Regions from separate parts of the Gossypium arboreum genome. Here region 1 is linked to region 2. Evidence: chromatin contacts called from public Hi-C data. All regions are on one chromosome and are shown on one strand. The core of a region is the stretch at or near the end of the contact, and the rest is flanking DNA. Distances in the headings are between cores, read along the strand shown. Region 1 holds the start of LOC108486121 (alpha-aminoadipic semialdehyde synthase). Region 2 holds the start of LOC108486627 (conserved oligomeric Golgi complex subunit 3-like).

Evidence for each region. A called contact is a pair of places that touch in the nucleus more often than the background predicts.
Region 1: a contact with region 2 is called in a Hi-C map of leaf, with 4 times the contacts expected there. The contact joins the promoter of LOC108486121 here to the promoter of LOC108486627 in region 2. A contact is called at or near these places in 2 of 5 Hi-C or Micro-C datasets (both in leaf).

What each region holds. Positions count from the first base shown.
Region 1 is chr6:116,956,241-116,963,582 of ASM2569848v2, reverse strand. It overlaps LOC108486121 (alpha-aminoadipic semialdehyde synthase), which reads right to left and starts at 2,121. Exons shown (of 26, transcript XM_053029549.1): 1 at 2,037-2,121; 2 at 1,619-1,677; 3 at 1,016-1,271; 4 at 853-939; 5 at 649-778; 6 at 376-549; 7 at 149-231; 8 at 1-39. The coding sequence starts at 1,264.
Region 2 is chr6:116,597,703-116,604,900 of ASM2569848v2, reverse strand. LOC108486627 (conserved oligomeric Golgi complex subunit 3-like) reads right to left here and starts at 1,464. Exons shown (of 25, transcript XM_017790777.2): 1 at 1,224-1,464; 2 at 757-840; 3 at 564-671; 4 at 363-407; 5 at 200-274; 6 at 1-80. The coding sequence starts at 1,313. LOC108485477 (DNA repair protein RAD51 homolog) reads right to left here and starts at 4,544. Exons shown (of 9, transcript XM_017789324.2): 1 at 4,270-4,544; 2 at 3,663-3,807; 3 at 3,456-3,566; 4 at 3,245-3,336; 5 at 3,026-3,120; 6 at 2,828-2,941; 7 at 2,597-2,726; 8 at 2,350-2,471; 9 at 1,958-2,252. The coding sequence starts at 4,368. The coding sequence ends at 2,129.

The sequences.
Region 1 (7,342 bases), core at 872-3,371, 360 kb before region 2:
ATAAACTTGAAAGACCCTCTTTGATGTAACATTCCTTCCCTGAGAATGGTTTAAAAACTTTGATGAGAGCAGCATCAGAAGTGGGGGAAATTGATTGGATAGATACCACTATATGCATAAAAAAGGAGTACTGAAATTGGAAACTGACCTTTCCAAAGAGTTCTGGAAGTCTGCTTGGTTCAACAAAAACATGAGGAAGTAGTTTAAATATCTCTTGAGCACCAACAGAAACTGCAAAGCAAAACAGTGGTATTAGGCAAGTTTATACATTGAGTAATCTAATAACATCAAATGAATGCAAACTCTGTAGCAGCACAACAGACATGTATTCTGATGGAAGATCACATAATTGAATGTTGTAAGAAGTTCCAGTACCATTTCCGGAACCCGTGAATACGAAGATTACAGGACATATCCCTGAAGGCAGTCCCTGAGAAGCTATCTCTTCACCCACGGTGATCACTGCAGCCTTTGCAGCAGCCAAGGAAGGATACATATATGATGCACCCAGAGACAGGAATGGTGTTGAATATCCAAGACTCAAATACCCTGAAATTTGATGACAATTCAGCATCTTCACATAGACAAAGGTATGCAAATGATAAAATCTCCAAAATTTTAAAAGGATTAAAGAGTCATAGAGCATACGCTGTCCCAATCCGCGTAATAAATCGATCATTCCTGCTCTGCCAGCATATTTGCCAAATGCAAGTAACCTTTTACCATTGTCCCCAACAATAAGCTCATAGTCATACAACGATACCCTCTCCGCGAGGATCTACATGCATGCCATAGACAAAGTCATACAATAAGTTCATAGTGTCATACAAAGATACAACAGAAGAAGCTTACCTTATCTAATAATGGCATATTCTCCTTCTGAGCTTTGTGAGTATGTGAGAAGAAGGCATAAGCTCTATTAGGAAGAATCATGTCTAACTGCAATAAAGCACAACCAGTTAGGCCATAAAAGATTGTAAAATGTAAACAATAGGGAATGGTGAACATTTAGCACCTTTGGTTGCTTGATACCCAAAATAAGACCACATTCTGATAAGTCATCTGATATGTGACAACCAACATCCTCGTAGAGGGAATCGTGATGGATGCGCTTCGTCGATGGCTGCACTATTATACGAGCTATACCTGTTTTCTCCCTCCCGCTGTGTAAAAGTCGAGCACAATGTGATGGGGTGAGAGGAACCCTTCTTTCCCATTTATTTGATGACTCAGAAAGAATCCCAACAACTCCATTTCCAAGCATCTTGAACCTTCACCAGAGAAAACAAAAGAAAAAAAAAATGAACAACTAGGACTATTACAGGCTTCTTTAGAATGGGATTGAACAAAAAATACTAATCAAAGTATGTTTCTTACAGAGGATCCCATAATAAAATAGAAAACAAACTAAGAATGAAACAAATTGCTGCACAACAATTATACCTCAATGAGATCAGTCACTGAGAAATTTAAATACCGCCGACAGTTTGTTTTATTGGGATCATTTCTCATTCAATCGAACAAATTAAGTGTGATTTTGAAGTTATATAAACACAAGTTGAGGAAAGATTCAAACACGTAAGAGAGAGAAACAGAGATTGAAGAAAATACAACTTACTTGTAAATGAAGAATTAAAAGATGAGATGAACCCAAATTGAAGCGGTGATCAAACAGTTCTGGGAAAGAAAAAGATATATCACTGAACTGATGAGTAGAGACTATGAACATGTATGAATTACATGTCATTAGAACAAATATTAGTCTGAAACTCAGAAATCATATTGATTGAGTTTAACAATGAAAATAATAAAAATAATAATAATAATAACGTTGAAACAGAGGAACCGCTCTACGTTGAAAGAAAGGAAAAGTTTAGTTGTGAAAAAAGATGGGCAGCTGCCACCTAGCTTCCGGGAATCATAGAAGAAGAGATCGTAATACGGATTAAAGGCTTCAGAGCGGAGGAAGTTTATCAGGAAAATATAGTATAAATAAATGAATGATGATATGTTAATGCATGTATCTGGAATCCTACTCGTGAATCATGGATGGATTATCACTCCCCTTTTTGTTTTGGGGTGATGATAAGGATATGACGCTAGGGACAGAGAAGATGGGTCCCACTTTTCAGTTATTACATATCTATTACTTCCAATCACGTGGGGCCACGTATATCCTACTTCCAAATGCCTTCCCATAATTAAATCATGTCTAATGTTAGGTTTCAATTTTTGCCACTGGGACAAGTTACCCTTTCTCCACCTCATCACGTCTCCTTAAGACTTGCATTTACCGGCTTTTTTTTTATTATTAATATGATCTTAAAATTTTTAATAAAATACGAAAATATTCACTAGTTTGATTATGTACATAAATTATTTGGAATGAATATTCAAAGTTCATCGAACGAAAGATAACGATACTATCTATATAAATATCAAGGAAAGCCCCAGAAATAAACTATGATGTATGTGTCAGGTTTTTTAATTTTTTAAATTTTAAAAGATATTATTTTATTTGTTGCACTTATGTGTTTTTTTTTAAATTTAAAACTGTAAAAAGGAAATTATATTTTATTTAATAGAGCCATTAAGAATATCGCTATTATTGTATTGTATTTTTTAAAATTTAATTAAATTTAAATATAAAATAATATTTTATTTGATAGAGTCATTCTCTCTAATGTAATCAAATAGTTAAATATAACCCTTGATCACTATAAGTTGAAATAATTTTTTTTATATTGTGTTAGAGGAGAGGATGAATGGGAAAGAGATGATGGGTGTTTTTTTTATGTATTTGTGTTTTTGTTTATTTAATAAAATTTATAATTTGAGGTATGTTTTGTTTAATGATAATCTGGTGGAGCTTCGGCATCTGCAAATTTAATGATTATTTTTTTTGCCAATTATTTATTTGGTAACGAGTTTAAATTGGTTATGCGGCAACAAGTGGATTATTTGGGATTCTCTAGGTCAACGAAATGTTTGAAAGTTTAAGGAATGCCAAATTGAACTGCACGGGTGAGATCATTACTATCAACGGCATTCGAGAAGCAAGATAATAACATTGAAAAACTTGCTCGGACGATTTGCTCGTCTTGCAGCTTAAAAATTATATTTTTCAATTTGTAAGACATAATACTATAGATCTTGAACAAAATCATTTAATTATGTTTTATTTGTAAGACATAATGATATCGGTCTTGAACAAAATCATTTTTTTAGTATTGAGAAAATTGCTCGTGGTGTAAAATTATATATTGTAAGTTTAGTGAAATTATTTTTGAATGTTGCAAATGTAAAATTATATTTTTAAAATATAATTTTTAAATTATATAAATTGTAAAATTAAATATTGTGAGTTTAGTGAAATAATTTTCATTTAAATCATTTTTGTAATGTGAATTAATCGGTTTTTTACAAATCTAATATAAAAAAATTATTATATACTGAAAATAGGTTGTCGATAGATTATTTATTGAAATAGGTTACTTTTTTAGTCGCCTACCTAACAGTAGCGACATATTATTTTATTAATAATTTTTTAAATATTTTATTATTATTATTTTTTATTATATTTTTTAAAAAATCTGGTCAAAAACAAGTGTCGCCAGGACTCAAGGCGCCACATGTGGCGCTGCAGGGCGCCACACCTGCAAGATCAATCCCATCATGTCCCTTCCCACAGTCACTTGTCATGTCTGGGAGGTTAAAATTTTATTAAAATAAATTTTGAAACCCCATATAAGGTCCCCACAATGTTTCCTGCGTTAGAAGTAGGAGCAAAGAAGAGCAAAGGTAGAAAAAAAAAGAAGAAGAAGAAGAAAGAAGAAGAAATAAAAAAAAGGTTAGTTAAATTTTATAATTATTTTAAAATTAAATTATTTGTAATTTAGAATTATTTGATAAATTTTTGTGTTAGTAATTAATTTAAAATTAATTTATTAGTAATTTAAGATTATATTTTAAATTATTTTGTTTAGTTTAATAATGAGAAATTTATTTTGTTAAATATGTTGTTATAAATAATTTGTAACCATAAAGAAAATAATTTAGAATTTTTAGAAGTTTAGAGACTAGAAAATCGAAAGTAAAAAGATTGAGAAAAAATAGAAAAGACGGACTTGAATTGAATGGTTTTGTAAATGATAAGAAATTATAAAATTAATTTTAAAATGTATTAGTGTATTGTGATTTTTTAATAATGTATTTTAGTAATTTTTCTGTATTATGATTTTTTAGAAATATATTTTTTAAGAAAATAATTTTATAGTTGTTTTGTATTAGTAATTAATAATTATAAGTTGTTAGTGTTTATAGTTTAGTGTTTTATGATTTTTAATGTAATTTTTATATAATGTAAATTTAATTTATTGAATTATTTATTTGATAATTTTTATTGATTGATTAAAATTTTGATTAAATTTGTTGTTATATAATTTTATAGGTTACGTGAAAGAAACTACTTAGGAATGTTTCAATTTCAATTATTTTTAATTCATATGTTTTTTAATCTTTAGATAATTTATATTTATTTTTTATTGTATATAAATGATGGGGAATTATAAAATTAATTTTTAAAATGGTTGTGCAATAAAATTATTTTTTATTAGTGTATTAGTGTAGTGTGATTTTTAATGTAATTTTTATATAATGTAAATTTAATTTATTGAATTATTTGTTTGATAATTTTATTGATTGATTAAAATTTTGATTAAATTTGTTGTTATATAATTTTATAGGTTACGTGAAAGAAACTACTTAGGAATGTTTCAATTTCAATTATTTTTAATTCATATGTTTTTTAATCTTTAGATAATTTATATTTATTTTTATTGTATATAAATGATGGGGAATTATAAAATTCATTTTTAAAATGGTTGTGCAATAAAATTATTTTTTATTAGTGTATTAGTGTAGTGTGATTTTTAATGTAATTTTTATATAATGTAAATTTAATTTATTTAATTATTTATTTGATAATTTTTATTGATTGATTAAAATTTTGATTAAATTTGTTATTATATAATTTTATAGGTTGTGTGAAAGAAACTATTCGTATGTTTCAATTTCAATTATTTTTAATTCATATGTTTTTAATCTTTAGATAATTTATATTTATTTTTATTGTATATAAATGATGGGGAATTATAAAATTAATTTTCAAAATGGTTGTGCAATAAAATTATTTTTAGTAGTGTATTAGTGTATTGTGATATTTTGGATAAGGTATTTTAAAAAATGATTAGGTTATATAAATTTATTGAATTATTTATTTGATAATTTTTATTGATTGATTAAAATTTTGATTAAATTTGTTGTTATATAATTTTAATTGCGATTTGTGGCAAATGGATTCATTGATTGATAATACTAATCACATATCAAGTAACATTAATGAGATGGTAATGAATTTTTATTTGATATTCACATTACATTATTTGTTGAATGAAATTCTATTGTATTAACTATTTCGTTAATATAATAATGTCAGTCGAAAATACCGCGCATTGAAGGCCCGTATTCATAGTGTAGGGTTTCAACCGGATGAACGCCTAATACCGTTCTTAGAGTTAGCCGGGTTCGGATCAGTAGCATTGATCTGGACTTTTAGTCTACGATATGACTTGATTTCTGCCTTAGTCGAGCGATGGCGTCCGGAGACCCACACATTTCATTTGCCGTGTGGGGAGTGCACCATCACTCTAGAGGATGTTGCACTACAGCTGGGGCTCCCCATCGATGGGAATGCGGTCACGGACGTAAGTTTGATTTCCAGGCCGGCTCGCCTTTGCTATGACTTACTTGGATGCTCGCCAAGTGAGGGAAAATTTCAAACCTTGAGGTTTTCATGGCTAAAGGCCAATTTTGAATATTTGCCTAGTACTGCCACTGAATTAGAGGTTATGCAGGCAGCGCGAGCTTATATTATGCACCTTATAGGAGGTGTACTCATGCGGATACACACGGCGTTGAAGTCCACCGATGTACTTACCACGCTATCAAATCGCATAACACACGCTCATACGATTGGGGTCCGCAGATGTTAGTGCTTTGTACCGCGAACTTTGTCGGACGACAGATGCCTCTGCGGTTGACATAGGTGGATGCCTTATACTGTTGCAGTCATGGGCGCTTTATCGGATGCCATTCTTGGCATCCACTAGTCACCAATCATATGTATTTCCACTCGTTAACAGGTGATGAATCTTTAAGCGTTACATGACAATTAATTGTCTCTTTTTGGATTATATTATTCTAACAATTTATTTTCATAGATGGAGCACGAATCCGGTATTAGGAGGTCATACACGGTTCCGATATACCGTCGATGATCGAGAATCATTCGGAGAGGGAGTAAGTTTTTCTAATATTATTTTATTTTATTATTTTATCTCACTTAACCCGTTAATATAAAAATGTTATGAATCATGCAGTTCATTTGGATGCCATATTCTTCTGCTCCTCGGTTACAATTTGTTATTCCATCGTATGCCCACGTCCACTCACACCTATGGTGCATTAGCGCACCCTTATCCGATTTCAAACGGTGGAGTGGTACCATGGCGATCGAGTACTCAACAGATTCGGTTGTATACAATATATCCCGACACGACCAAGAAGATTGAATGAACAGCTACATTGCATGACTAGGAGGGGGAGGCATGGAACTGATTGGGGAGATGAGCATTCAGAATATATTACGATGTGGAACAACCGGTTTAGTAGGGTACCTCAGATGCATCGTTGTTTGGATCTGCGGCCCTCGCCACAAGATTTCTACAAGTGGTACTATGAGAAGGGGAAACCATTTTTATTTGGTGGGCGGTCGATGGTTGTCCCCCCTCATACGACACGGATTGGGCAACATCTTCCAGATCCATATCATGCACCAGCGCCGGAGGTAGAGCCGGAGCCGGAGCCGGAGCCGGAGCCGGATCTAGAGCCGGAGCCAGATCCGGAGCTACACTCCGGGAGTAGCTCTTATTATCTAGATTTTGGGGGCAATGACTATTTCTCGGGCTCTTCAGCCCACGGATATTATTCAGATTTTGATACCTTCAGCCCCCTACCACATCAGTACTCTACTACTTCTACCTCCTATCCACCACCGTACCTCGCTCCTTCCGTTCCTATCCACCACCGTATTCTCTCTCCTTCCTACTCATATCCACCACCGTACTCTACTCCTGCTGGCTCATATTGTAATATCCTGATTTTGGGCCTAGTCGGAATAGTGGTTTCGTGACCACAAAATCTGAGATATAAATAATTATTTTATGATTATTTTAAGGTCTATGATATGATTGCATGATTGTGTGAAAATTTCGTGAAGAAA
Region 2 (7,198 bases), core at 215-2,714:
TCATGAAGAGTTTTAGTTTTTGTTGCTACCGCTTGGTGTTGCAGCTGTAGTTCATTAAAAAGATCTAGGGTCTCATCCACCTGCACAGAAGTATACTTCTAGCTTAGAAATCATAAGGAAAAGATAGATCTAACTTAATAAATAGCCAGCAAAGCAAATGATAGAATACACAGAGATATAAAACAGGTCATGAACGTACCTGTCGAAGTATATCATCACAAGTCTGTATGCGGTCTGTCAGAGTATTAACATAGTGCTGATATTTCTCCTCAGTCTAAGAGAACCAATTTAGATAAAATAAACAAATATTCAACATCATTGTCCAACGAACATATATGTTGCAACAAGATATAACTACTAACCTCAGACCTCATGGCCGATTCAAGATCTGTGAACCATTTATAGAACTGTACAGAATAGGAAAAAGAAGCAAATGCTTTAGATCAGAATTAATCAATTTCATAACCCTAGTAGAATTAGAACATTAGAAAAACAAACTAATGTAACCATCTACGTAAGATTAGATTCCAACTCAAACAAGACACATAATAAATCTGACTTACCTGATTTGTATTAACCAAAATTGCCTCAATAGCTTCAGAATCTCCAAAATTGTTATCCTTTGTAGAAACAGACAAGCCAGCATCTTGCCCAGAGGTTCGCTCTTGAGCCTACAAGAGCACGTTCCAAACGTCTTTCACCAAAATATCCAAAATGCAATTAAAAAAAGTAACAACAAGCAACAAAATTACTCACCAAATTTGCCGGAAACGGCCTTTCCGCAACTGCATGAGATAGCATCAGTATTGCTCCTTGCTGCTGCTCCGTCAGAGGCGCATTCTACACACAAACCCAAAATAAAGAAATCAAATTAAGCAAAAAAAAAAAAAATCTAAAATAGCGCATTCGGTTCCACAACACAGATCCGAACTTCAAACTAAAAATTTTTTAACTCTTCCGAATTATTAATAATATAATGACATTTTACTCCAAAAAAAATAATGTGATAACATTTCGGTTACAATTACCGCTCCGTTTAGGAGATCGGATCTTATAATTGCTACATTTAAAGATAATGAAATCAAACTCAGGAGAAATGAGTTGAAAGTTTTTTAAGTTCATTGAGATCCAATTAAAGCAGATCTAAATTAGGAGAGGTTCAACTCGGAAAGTTGAAGGCAAACGATTACGAGTTGGAAGAGTAAGTACAGAAGAAAGAGAACCTGTTCCCAAGTAGAAGCGAAGTTGTAGCCTTTGGAAATGGCTCCAGATTTGGGGAGGTTTGGAGGTGTTGCTGCTGAATTTGTTGCCATTCTTTTTTTCTTTTTTGGGTTCTGTTTTGTTTCGGGGAGTCTGGTTGTGATGGACCAGACGGACCTTTAGCTATTTGCTCATTAGACGACGCTACTAATTGAATCCAACGCCATTTTAAACCCGGTTGTGGTTTGACGTGGTGAAGCTGATGACCTTTCAAGACGTACTGTTTTCACTTCAACGACGTCGTATTCCATTTTCTATTTTTTTTTTCGTCTTAATTAATCTCTTACACCAATAAGGGAAAAAGGAACCAAATAGTATGCAATTAAAAATCAAATTAGTTAATTCAATTGATTTAACCATTTTAATTTTTAAAACATTAATTAATAATAACTAAGAAAATTTCATAAATAAAATAAATTTTCAAGAAGTTTATATTTACAAAAATCAAAGATGAAAAATACCCCAATTTATTGTTAAAAAGTAAAATAAAAATTAAGAAAATTATATTTACAAAATATGGTTTTATTGATTTTAACTAATTTTACAAGTTTTGTGTTGTTACCTAAATGTCCAGTTCAATCTTAAACCTTAAAAATTTTGTTTTTTAAGGTTGATATACACTTCACTTCAGTTTCCTGTTTTATTTTTTATAGGAGTAATAACATGTTCCATATACAGACGAAATGAGCAGCAAGACTTTGTAACGGATGCTTCCAATTTTTGGCAAGCTTCATTGCAAAGAAAGAAAATAGCAGAGTTTTGTGATTTGCTCATTAGCAGAAGCAGATGGCTACAAAATAACAAATTGATTGATCAATTAAAGGAAGCTTTGCGGCTACTTGTTTGGAAAACATTGAGCTGAAACAGCTCAGTCTTTAACATCAGCTACACCTCCTGGAGAAATCTGAAATCGAGCTTCAGCCTCGGCCAAGCAAGGTGAGCTTATTATTTTACAAATACGTTCCTCCCCTCTTCCCTTCCGAACAGCCAGTCTATTGTCAATGACAAGCTTATAGTTAGTAGAAGCTTTCGAAGAAGAGTAGTTGGGAGAAAAGGGAAAAACTAGGCCTTCCAGTTTCAATAACAAACCTTGTTGTGGAAGCATGAGCCATGATGTTACCGCCAATAGGCTTAATTTGAGGACCGGCAAAGATTGCTGAACCATCCACTTGAGCAACTACTTGGTTCGTAATTACAACGGCCACGCCAAACTACAGTCACACAAAATGCACATAAAAACATGATAAATACAAGTGAAAATACAACTGTAAGAGACTCATAAGCAAGAAAGCAATTCATTGCTTAATGCAACTAAAGATGTAAAAAAGCCTCCAACCTCATCTGCCAATTTCTGAAGGCTCCTGAGGAACTTCGCAAGATGCATTTGTCGGGCAGAGAGTTCACCCCTCCCAGTAAAATCTGTTCTATAGAGGGCAGTAGCACTATCAACTATCATAAGCGCAAACCTATAAAAGAAATCCATCAAATGATCAACCATGTTACCCAACTATATTAGAGATAATTCCTCTTGATAGGGTCAAGCAAAGGAACTTTTTTTTATCAATACCTTGTTTCCACCATCATTGAAGCTGCTTCAAGTAAAAGCCTAGACTGATGGTCAGTGTTATATGCTCTAGCATAGGCCACATTCTCCAATACATCAGCACCATTCAGTCCAAACCTGCAACATTCAACAACAGAGTTAACCATCAATGCTGTCACATAGCATGGCAGTACAGTCCTTATCATGGTAGCCACGAATCACCTCTCCGCTATCTGTAATAGTCTTTGTGGTCTGAATGTCCCTTCAGCATCAATGTACATTGCTTTTCCCTCACCACCTCCTTGATCTAATGGAAGCTGAAATATCATAGAAATTTAGAAGCAGGCCAAATGCACTTACTGTTATGTTAGGCAGAAAAAGTATGTGCAACATATACATGAGTTGCAAGAAAACTCAGTGAATGAAGAGAAGAGGTCTTACTTGGCATGTTACACATAATGTGTGACAAAGCTGTGTCTTTCCCGAACGGAACTCACCATATATCTCGGTAATGGACCCAGTCTCGATTCCACCTGTTCTATAGAAAACCAAGTGAGTGTGTAATGATACATACAATTAATTTACAGTTCATATAGTGAATTTTAACTGAGTGTTAAAGAGTCAAAGTCAAAATACATGAGAGCGTATGCACCTTCCAAAATTTTATCAAGTTCACTTGACCCAGATGTTATCTGAATTATCTCCAACCTTTGAGCATGGAGCTGGCTAGCACTGGTGAAGCCCAAGGGAACCAATTTGGAAGCTGTCAAGCACCAAAGAAGACTTAAAAACTTTTTTTAATTTCAAATCACTTTACAAGATTATAGTGAACAACATAATTATGGAAACAGCAGCATACCGGCTTCCATAATCTTGTCAACTTTAGCTTCACTGATTCCTTTGATCTGAAGAAGATCTTTCCTTGGGGTATAAGCAACAGATTCAACCGTACAAAGACCAGCATCCTTGAGCTTCTTTACGTCCAGAGCTGCAATGCCCGATGCCTTCAATTGAATAAAAAAATATATATAAGAACAAAATCCAAAAGTATAACTTAAGCCCGATATACTAGAGAATTTATATTTTCAATGGCTTACAGTATAACAAAAAAGCAGTTAATACAATCTCCATCTAATGGTCCAAACTTGACAAGAAACCCTAACAGAAAATTCCCCACCTAATCAGCAATCGAGAAAATATAACCCATCTACTACGATCTCATCTAATTAGGTAAAATGGAAAGAAAAAAAAAACGAAATTGGAAAGAACCCATGGTGGAAATATAACCCATTTTCGTTTTTGGAATCCTAGAAAAAGAATTCACTATGATTTCTTCTCAAAAATTGGACCAATCAAGAAAAGGAACATCATTTCGGGAACTTAGAAAAAAACCCACATAGAAAAGCGTCTTACTTTTGAATACAATGGAACAAAAAGCGAAATATAGTAGATTGTTCTTATTTGACCTGAAGCTGCTCAACAGGGAAGGGACCGTGCTGCATTTCGTCAAGCTCCTCTTGTTCCTGTTGTTGTTGAGCCATCTTTGGGTTTCTCTGCTGCTCCATTTTGTCGCCGAGTATACCAGGTACCAAAGCCCAGATAAAAGGAGAGGGTTCAACACTGAACAGGAGAAAGGAAATGGAAGGGAGAGAGAAGTGAGGAGGGAAAGGAAATATTTTGAAAGGAGATGAAAGGAGCGCCAAAAGATCACATTGGAGGCTTGTCTGGCAATTTTGTAGCTTGTGGGGTGCAATTGAATGTGGCTAATGGCCCAAAAAGAAGTCTTCAATTTGATTTGGATATGCTTCCCTGAAGGAAATGAAGAAGCCCACCAAGAAGCAATAGCACAAGTGTTTAAAGCAGTCCATTTCTTGTTTCAGAAGTGCCTTGAGAAGGTATAGGATTCCTTTGGATTAGAGTTTACCCATGGTAAGATGGAATTTTGGCTGAATAATCCTTTTCACTGTATTGTTTGGAAGACTTGAGGTGCGATGCAATTGAAAACTCTCACCACGATATTGCTCTCAATTTTCACTAGAGCCAAAGGTGCCATAAAGAAAAAGTTGAGGTCATTTTCTTTATTACTCTTGTTCTTTTTTTTCTATTTTTTTGAGTTTTATAGAAAGCAAAATATTATTAGATATTATTATTTAATTTTTATATAACAATTTAATAAATATATAATTTTATTTTCATAAATATAAAATTTTATTTATTATTTAATATAAAATAATTTAAATATATTTTATTATTTATTATTAATGTAATTTAAAAATATTTAAATTTTATTACATATGATTTTAATATTTTAATTATCATTTTATAAAAAATAAAATTTTATTTTATGTTATATTATATTATTTATTGTTAATATAAATTTAATTATTTATTTTATTATAAATACATTGTAAACTAATGTCTATAATGGTCATTTTTTATTTTCAACTCACCGCTATAGCTGCGTTTGAATCCAAACACACATCCACCGCTATTTCTAATCCCACTGCTATAGTATCCAATCTCACCACTACAGTAACTAATCTCACTACCACTACAGTTTTTAACCTCACCGGAGATAAACACGCTGCCCATCCGAACTAAGCCATATGTTTATGAATGGTGCGTTTGCGATTCCATTGGTTTTCTTGATAGAGTCGAATTTTATATTTGGTAGTATAAATTATAATTACACAAGAATGTATTTTATATTTCAAGAATATTAATTACTATGAAAAATTATTAGTTTGATAAGAATAATTTCTAAACAAGTAACAAAAATTAAAATCAAATGACCATATGTATTATGTTAGTCTAAAAAATAGTTGGTAATTCGATTACTAATAAAAATAACAAAAATAAATAAATATCATATGCAATTTTATCTAATTGTTAGAATGCATATTTATTGGATTATTTCCTAGTTAATATTTAACATATGCTCCTCATCATCATTTGACGATCCTTAGTTGAGTTCATCATCATCTAAATTTGAATTTACATCATTATGATTATTTAGATTTCTTTATTCCATATAGTCTTTGAAGTATAGATTATCTCAATTCCACTTATAATTGAAACTGAGAAATATGCAACATGCTTCTACGATCCAAACTTGTTTTTGTATGTTGTGAATATGAGAAATACTTTTTTAGAACAAAAAATGTTTTCTCAATCATATTTTGAAGCCTTAAATATTTTAAATTAAAAAGTTCGCAAGATATTTATGGTGTTTATGTCTAGCATCATTCTTTCAAATGGTATCATACACCACGATATGGTACAAGAAAATATTTACCTTATAATATTTGGGTTCATAGTCCAAATAATTTATAACTTTAATCATAAAAAATTACATAAATTTAATTTTGAGAAATACGTATGCTAGGTTATATTAATTTTTATAATATGTAAATTAAGTAAAAATAATATAAAAATTATAATATATAACCTTTATAAATAGGTCCAACACTTCTTATAAATAATATAATGTTTTTCCATAATTTTAGTAAGTTATAATTTAAAAATTATAATATAGACGTATAAATAAGTTATGTAGATGCTTCTTGTCCATAATTTTTTATAAATAAATATATGATACTATAACACTTTTATAACATGTAATTTATTTTTATGATAATTTTTTACCATGATTTTAGAAAAAAATTAGGATTTAAATAATACAATTTTTTGTTATAACTTTATAAAATACAAAAAATTATATTATAATTTTATAGGTTATAATATAAGAAAATTTTATCATAATCATTCCAAATACTGTATGTGTCCATGCTTATAATATAATTTTATAACTTAAATAAAAATAATTTTAAAACTAGATTTGAGTATAAATACTCTAATTCTCACCTCCCTAATAATTGGAAAGTATAATTGGGATACTCCAATTACACCCAATTCAGTTACACCTATCAATTACAATAGTTACCCAAATATATCATCTTTGTGTAGTTACAAGCAATTACACTCAAATTTAATTATTAGATAACTTTCTAAACACTAAAATATAATTTAGTAAATTGATCGGTCATTGAAATTAATTCAATCGAGATCAATTAAAATTTAATTATCAATTAATTCAGTTCAAAAATAATTAATCAATCAATTCACCAAATTAATACAATAAATATTATATGGCATACACACACACATATATATATATATATATATATATATATATATATATATGTGTGGTTAAAATCAAATTAATTTAGTAAATCGATCGGTCATTGAAATTAATTCAATCGAGATCAATTAAAAATTTAATTATCAATTAATTCAGTTCAAAAGTAATTAATTAATCGATTCACCAAAATTAATACAATAAATATTATATGGCGTGCACACACATATATATATATATATATATAAGTCAAATAT